Linked DNA regions of Mus musculus: region 2 is linked to region 1. The links are chromatin contacts, called in public HiChIP or PLAC-seq maps. All regions are on one chromosome and are shown on one strand. The core of a region is the stretch at or near the end of the contact, and the rest is flanking DNA. Distances in the headings are between cores, read along the strand shown.

The links. HiChIP or PLAC-seq counts read pairs in DNA pulled down with a chosen protein or histone mark.
Region 2: a BATF HiChIP or PLAC-seq map of CD8 T cells shows a contact between it and region 1, with 6 read pairs. The contact joins two enhancer-like sites. A contact is called at or near these places in 8 of 39 promoter capture datasets (the 3T3-L1 cell line, the HPC-7 cell line, embryonic stem cells and 4 more), 1 of 15 datasets of contacts at CTCF or cohesin (CD8 T cells), 5 of 484 Hi-C or Micro-C datasets (B cells, the G1E-ER4 cell line, liver and 2 more), 4 of 115 datasets of contacts at active chromatin or transcription factors (CD8 T cells, bone marrow-derived macrophages, effector CD8 T cells and 1 more) and 1 of 9 other capture datasets (embryonic stem cells).

The regions. Positions count from the first base shown.
Region 1 is chr2:102,731,305-102,735,185 of GRCm38.p6, forward strand. The region is part of intron 1 of Slc1a2 (solute carrier family 1 (glial high affinity glutamate transporter), member 2); the gene reads left to right. Among named protein-coding and RNA genes, the nearest start is that of Gm13872, 14 kb to the right of the region's middle. Within about 2 kb of position 2,082, at least 21 of the 459 cell types and tissues checked have an H3K27ac peak or open chromatin away from gene starts, as enhancers often do. A contact at or near this core is called in CD8 T cells and the G1E-ER4 cell line, where this site is marked.
Region 2 is chr2:102,850,072-102,853,952 of GRCm38.p6, forward strand. Cd44 (CD44 antigen) reads right to left here. Exons shown (of 9, transcript NM_001039151.1): 5 at 2,944-3,165. Among named protein-coding and RNA genes, the nearest start is that of Gm23731, 46 kb to the right of the region's middle. Within about 2 kb of position 2,225, at least 37 of the 459 cell types and tissues checked have an H3K27ac peak or open chromatin away from gene starts, as enhancers often do. A contact at or near this core is called in CD8 T cells and the G1E-ER4 cell line, where this site is marked.

The DNA of each region.
Region 1 (3,881 bases), core at 832-3,331:
TGTTGGGCAATGGAGACCAAGAGAGAGGGTCTGGCTGAGCCAGCTTCCAGTGTTAAGAATTCAGTGCCTGCTCCTTGATCCAGGATGTACCCAAGTAGGAACAGAGGTGACTAGCATTCTCTGGGGTGCAGCTTGGGAGTTGCAGTAAGAGTGGGGAAGAACACGGCGCTGTGGGGTTGCTGTACCCCAATTCCCTGCCTTGGTGTTGGAACTCCTTTTCACCCTGTTCTATGTGCACAGTGAGTGGACATTAACTAAAGGATGCACACACACACTTGAAGTGACCGTGTTGATGCAAGGGAACTCCGTAGATCAGGTTCTGCCCTTTCTGTTCATTAATCAGGATGCAAACGATTACAGTATTGAGAACTTAGGCCCTCCATCTGTCCATCTTCCTTCCTTCCAGTAGCAGGCAGGATCTGGGACAATCATCAAAACTCTGCCACATTCATGATGGCACTAGGCCCCAGCATTACTTATTTGTCAGCCATCTCAATCAGAACACATGCTAAAATCCAACATTTAGATGTAAGGGGTTATATCTGGTGGGAGTTTTTGGTTCTAGGATAGCTGAACAGGTGGCCATATCATATTTAGTTTACTGACTTGCTAAGCTAAGAACAGATTTCAGAACTCAAAGAGGCTCTGCATTTTCTCCAGGCTGATGCTCACCTATGCCCTAGTCATGAAAGCTGCCCTGACCACTTGATATAGAAGCATATACCCACACTGTCTTTACTTCTGTCCAGTGCCATCACCACTGCAGTAAGCCTATCCACTTGCTCTTTCTCCCAACTACACGAGAGCAAGAGCTTTTGTTCTGGGTTTATTTTGTTTACTGTACTGCTTTCAGTAGCTCTTAGAGAGTGGGAACTGCACTGTGATCCCAGATGAAATCCGAGGCCTGGAGGCCAAATGGTGCAGGAGTACTCAAACAGTATGTTGCCAACATCTGGAGAAAGGAGGGCATCCTGGAGAAAGCCGGGTATCTCTCAGGAATGCATTTCAATTCCCAGTTTGTGCTTATGTGGAAGGTCACAGGCTTGCTCTCTCAGGGCTCATAGACTGGTAAAGGATGCAGGGGTTTAAGCTAAGAAAGAGCTTTGAGATCCAGGTCAGGAATGTATCCCTCCAAGAGACCTTTCCTAAACACCCGCTATGCCTTCCCTAACCTGAATTAGCATAATTCTTGAGATTCCTAGTAGCAACCCATTCAGGACTTTATCACAGCCCAGATGTGAAGCAGATAATTACAGTTCACCACACTTTCTCCCCTTTTCTAAGCAGAGGCTCTTATTACAGAGTATAATGTCTGACCAGTGGAGAATAGTCAATAAATCTATACATGTTGTTCATCATTGCTGCTGTTTGTTTAGTAACCAGCACATGTGTATGTTCTAAAGTGATGTAGGCTCAGAAGCAGCTCTACACTGTGCTATGTAATCATCTTTGGTATTAATGTTTCACATTAATATTCTGGAATCTTCTCCTTAGGCTCCCCTTGTGACCCAAGAGATGCAGCAAATGGCCAGACTTATACATTTTTGCGTATAGATTGGTGAGCTCCTTGCATCCCTGGCTGAAACCGAGTCTCTGATTTAGTTTAAAATGTACTCACTGTGTTGTCAAGATGGCTCACTGGGTAAAAGAGTCGTTGTTTAAGCCCAGCAATCTGAAATTAATCCCCAAAGCCTGTGGTGGAAGACAAGAACTGACTCCTGACTGGTGTCCTCTCCTTTCCACAGGAGTACGGTGGAGCCCCCCAATAATGATAATAAATAAAGTTAGATGTTCAAGCTTACTTTTCACACGTATATTTCAGGAACTCAGAAGCCGTGAACATCTGCTTAGTTCTAAGCAAGCAAGTGGGAGACCTTCTAAGTAAGCGCTGTGGATGCAGGACATCTTGATGCTGCCACTTTGATGTGGCTGTTTTGACTCAGGGTTTCCGGGACATTTTTGACACAGCCTAAAAAGCAAATGATTAAGCAAGCTGCAATTTTGTATAGCAAAAGAAATGTGTGCAACAGGCACGCAAACCCTTCTGGGGTGCAGATGTGAGCCTAATGTCTCTGTGTTTCCACTTTACCATGACTGTTTTGATGTCTAACACTTTCATGACATCATGTGGGACTTGCCAGAATGTTTGCTGTCAATACTTGCTAGACTCAATTTAATGGCAAGAGTAGACAGGATTCTGATGTCAATGGCAGCAGGGTACAAATGAAACTGAAGGCAAGAGGGATGATGATCTGGGTGGGAGAGAGGGGAGGAGGTGCCAGAGTTTGGGGAGGGGCTGGCTAAGAAAGTATGCTCACTGTTTCAGCACATGGACTGCCTCTGTTCCTCATGGGCCATTTTCTAGTTTTGAGCTTAATTTTACTGCACAGTTCTGTCTGGAGAATTGTTTAAAGATGGAAAAAGATCCCAGTGCAAAACTAGAAATGGGATCTGTCTGTGCTCTAGAGATGGTTCTGGTCATTGCCTCCTGCTTGCTGCACGGAACACTTTGTGTGTGTTTCATTTGGCAGTGAAGGAGGTGGCCTGGGCTGCTCGCTGATCCCTGTGAACATGCAGCCACACTGCTTTCTTTTTATAGGTGGTCTGAGAGATCCTCAGTACCCGCCTGTGGCTTGAAGTCAGAAGTTGTCTGCAACGGCAATTTAGTAAGGAGAACATAGGGGACACTAAGAGCTTTTAAGTTTTGACTACTTACTTTCACCTTAGTTTCCTGGCAGACCATGAAGTACTAGTCCTAAGTTTTAGGGAATTTTGATAGTAAACACATTAAAACAGCTTGCTATGAATAAGTAAGCCATTGTGTTTAGGTCCAGAAATTTAGCTCTGAGTTAAATTCTCAATGTCTTGTTGGAATGCTGGGGCCACTAGATAGGTCCTTTAACTTATTGTCATCTCTGCAAGGACCTTGATAAGCCTGTCCTCTTCTTCCTGTTCTCTAGAGAAAGATACTGCCTGTGGCAGGCACCACACCACTGTATTTTTTTGAGCATTTTGTCTACGTGTATATGTGTGTTGTGCAGGCAGATGGGTGCACATGTGTGTGTGCAGCTGTGTGTGTACATGTCTGCATGTGCACGTGGAGGTGAAAGGTTATTCTTCAAGTGCCATCAAACTTTCTTTTCGGAAGCAAGGCCTTTCATTTAGTCTCTCACTAGTAGACTAGGCTAGCCAACAAGCCCCAGGGATCTACGTGTCTGTGCCTCCCCATTGCTGGCATTATAAATGTCTGTCACCACAACCAGATTTGTGATGTAATTTCTAAGAACCTTGCTCATGGCTCCCTGCTGGCAGGGCAAGCATCTTCCTTATTGAGCCATTTTTCGTCTCCGCCTTTACTAAATTTTCATGAAGGAGTAGCAGACCCTTCCCTTCCCCATATTGTAATCTGGGGATTATAATATAATCTGGCTCCTCCAAGATGAGATGTCTTTAGAGCCCTGTTCTATGACTCTGGCTTCCAGTTAAAAAGGAAGACACACATTAAACACTGTGTCACACAGCTAGCAAGCAAAGAGTGAGGACTTAGATGCTTGAAGCCCACACTCCTCCCATTATCATTAGTGATGCTGCCAGGCCATTGCTTTGCAGGAAGATGTTACTTCTGTGAAGGTTTGTCTAGTCTGGTCAGAATACCTGAGCAAGTGTGCCACCCTCCTTCCTTGGAAGGCACTGTCATGCTATCTATCAATGACGTGTCCCTCCAGGTGTTGCTGTCTTCCCATCTGTTTTTGTTTTTTTCATCCATCAAATGATTATATTGGTAAATAAATACTACCAAAGTATCCTCATTTTATCAAAGTGAAGATGTATAAGCTTCGTTCTAAAAACCTTACTGGCCTGGAGGTGATATGGTGGGGGAG
Region 2 (3,881 bases), core at 975-3,474, 120 kb after region 1:
TGATTCCAGAGAATTCCAGATGACCAATAAGAAGGAACTGATGACACACCTCCAGGCAGATCCTTCCAAAAATAACATTTATAATAAGCAGCCAGTGGGATAACCCAAGCCTACAGAGCCTGTTGTTCTTGCTAGTTTTCCCAGTTGCCACCCACTGAGCACCCTAAAGGGAAGAATGAGCTGGCTAAGCCAGGCACAGCTTCTTCCATGTCCTCAGCCAGCCCAGCTCTTGACCTCTGCTCCCCTGCATGCTAATCTCCATCCACTCCCTCTCACTGTGTCTCAGCCCTCCACCCAACAGTGATAAGTAAGCCCTTGGGAAGCTCCTCATGGGACTTAAAAGGTAGGATTCTATTCAGAAGCTTAGATAGCATAGCTCTCTTGCTACCTGCTACATTCAAGTAAACTTAAACTGGTGGGCAAACTGGCCTCTCCTCCACACCCATTAAAAAGAACTAAGCCACATGCTCTCTAAAAAAGGGAAGGCAAAAGCTCCTTTTCCCTCGAATCCTGAGCTGCGTTTTAGGTACGCTTCGGTCACTCCCTTTCTTTGATTTCTGGGCTAGGATGCTGTACCCGTGAAGGGCGATCTGCCTCTGACCCTCATAAACCTCAGCAGTGTCTGGAGCAGAGAAGACACATGATATGGAGTGAATGGATGAAAACCTCACTGACCCTGGTTTCTTTTTTTGATATTCATAGAGGAAATGACCTGGGAGAGCACCGAAGCTTGAACTGATGTACCTTGTGGACGGATGGAGTCTGTGTACTTGTGCATGTGTGGAGGCTACAGGTTGACATTAAATTCCTCGATTGCTGTCCACCTTATTTTTGAGCTAGGATCTCTCACTGCACCTGAATTTGGCTAAATTGGTTAGGCAGCAAGCTGCAGGATACCTCCAGTCTCCATTACCCTTGTTACTAGGATACAGATGCGTGCTGCCATGCTCAACCCTGAGACTCTGAGTATTAGAATGGATCTGGTACAAAATTAGCACCTTAAGATGGATTCACTGACTGGCCAGATTGGATGGGGAAGGAGCAGTGCTTAGGGAATGGGTTAAGGATGCTAATATATTTGGCCAATTACCCCTCTTCAAGTACATGTGAAACTCCCACCCCACACAGGTTGGGACTCCAGCTGTATTCAATCTCCACATGACAGATTTTGTTCGAGGATGTTCTTTTGGGGTGGGAAATAGGACTTTAGGTTAGACCTGTTCTGCTTCCTTATCAGACCACTAATTACTGTATTTGCCAACATCTGTCAAAACTGCACATTCCAATGAGAAGCACGTCAGACACGGTTGCATCAAAAGGACAGGGGACCCAAGTAGGTGCACATAGCTCGCAATGTCACCTGCCTGCTCTGCAGAGGTCTCTGTGGAGAGGTATTTCCCAGGACACTACAGACAACAAGGTGACAAACCATCAGAGAGGAAGTGACCTGGGAGGGCGTGAGAAGCTTGTGAGCGTTGCCTCATGTGGATAGATGGAGTCCGTGTACTTAGGCATGTGCAGAGGCCAGGGGTTGACATCAAGATGTTATCCTGCTTGCTGTCCACCTTAGTTTTTGAGCTAGGAACCCTCACTGAAGCTAGAGCTCACTGACTTGCCCGGGCTGGCTAGCCAGTGAGCTCCAGGTTTTCCCCGTCTCTGTCTAGTATTAGGAGTGCAGATGCACACTGTCATGCTCAACTTTTTATGTAGATGCTGAAGATCAAAAAACTCTGGTCCTCATGTGCTTGCCTGGCAAGCACTTTACCCATTGAGCTATCCCCGAACCCCCGGAATCTGATGGGGGATTCTTTTTTATTTTTTGGAAAGGCTTCAAACAATTTCCTGAGAATGACTGGAATCCTGCACCCGTTCATATCAGCCTTCCCCCTCACTCAGCAACCTGATAACAGAAATCTAAAACACTGTTAAGTGAGTTCAGCTTGCTTCAGAGTGCTATGGAGGCTTCCTGGCTTCTGGGTGACAAGGGCCCTATCTTGTATATTCCCAAGCCAGTACGTTCCTGCCAAACGGTGAAAAAGCCAGAGTTCCACCCCTCTGAGTTTCAGCCAGGAAATGTGAAAATCCACACCATACTAGGAGGCTCAGTGAAGGCTTAGCTGCCCTTTTTGGGTGTGAATAATTCTCCACAGAAGGAGCCCGGCCATCTAAAACCTCATTCTAAAACAAACCATAGAGGAAGTGCAGAGAGGGAAGTGGAGGAGATAAAAATCTCTGAGCACCTTCCTAACAGAGCTCATCTGCACAAACCTGCAGCCACTCAATGCTGCATGGGCTGCCTCCCCTGCCATTGCCCACAGATACCTAATGCTCTTGCATTAGGGTCTTCCCCCACAAACTGCAATCCAGAACTCTACAGCAACAGAAGGTGATCAGAAAACCCCTCACTCTTGCTTCCTTTGGCGGGGGGGGGGGGGGGAGCATGGTTTGAAAATTAGGGTTAAGAATATGGATATTACACAATCAGAATCCTAAGAATGGATCCTTTAAGGCACTGATGGAGCATACACTCTACAGTCCTGACTTTAAGAGAACAGTTTTCTCTTAAAGAAAATGGCAAATGACAAGAATAAAACAAGCAACACCACAAATTATTTCTGTAACAGGTCGGAGGCACTGTTAAATCCTTAGGAGCAAGAGAAAATCGGCACCTTCCTGAGGAAACCCTGCCAATATGGCATTCCTTATCCCAAGGTAAGAGGTTCAGAGGTGAAGATGGTGGGGATCTGAAGGGGAGTAGAAGCCATGGCACAATGACCAGGAACACTGACAGGAACAAGAGCTGGACTCCCTAAATGATCTCACCCACAGCTAGATGTCTAGAGATGGCAGAAAACAGACCCTGGGGTGTGCGTTACTCAGGAAGGCCGTTGGCATTCTGTCAAAGAACTGCTAGAGGAAAACCCAGGATGCCATTCTCCTTACTGGTGGCCAAGGTGCTCCGGATAAAGAAGGAGTCATCCTGATCTCCAGTAGGCTGTTCAGTAGGAAGGTAGGTGTGCAAAATGTAGCTTTCTGGGGTGCTCTTCTCGATGGTGGAGCCGCTGCTGACATCGTCATCTATAATGTTTGAAGCATCGATGTCTTCTTGGTGTGTTCTATACTCGCCCTTCTTGCTGTAGCGAGTACCATCACGGTTGACAATAGCTGAAGGAGATACAGACACACCTTTAGAAATTCATAGCTGATATATCTTGAGTATAGGAAAGATAATGGATTGTCCTATAACATGACATTAAAGCTACTTTCTTTTTGCTTTAAAAAGAAATCTGTCTGTCTAATGCTCATATAGAGTGTGTGAGATGTTGAAATAGTCCACCCCCTTCACCCACATACTCTAGAAATGAGGAGAAAGTTGAAGTACTGGGAAGTCCCCACATTTAAATCTGAGTTTCGAATAGCTTTAGACAAGGTAAGCCTGTGAGCTTCAGTTTCTTCCTTAGTAAAGGAATGGTCCAGCCTTCTGGATGGGGTTGTCATGCGCTGCACATGATTCACTGTCATTAGCACTCAACATAGTAAGTGGTCAAAATAAGAAGAGGCTCAATAAGTGATGCTTCTCCCACCCTATATCGTCCCTGAAATATGTGTACATTTTGTTACTCTTGATTCCATCCCAACCCAGGAAGGATTTGAAATAGTAGTCACATAGCCTCCACAAAAAAAGGCATATATTTGCAATCCTTTAGAAAGATTCTTTTTAAAAGGTAACTTTTGTCAGTTTAATCAAACCCCAATTTCTGGCTAGAAAACTGGTTTGTCTAAATATTGACAGAGCTTCAACCATCCTCAGGGGAATTCAACCTTAAAATTAGCAAATATATATATATATATATATATATATATATAGTTTAATAAGAATC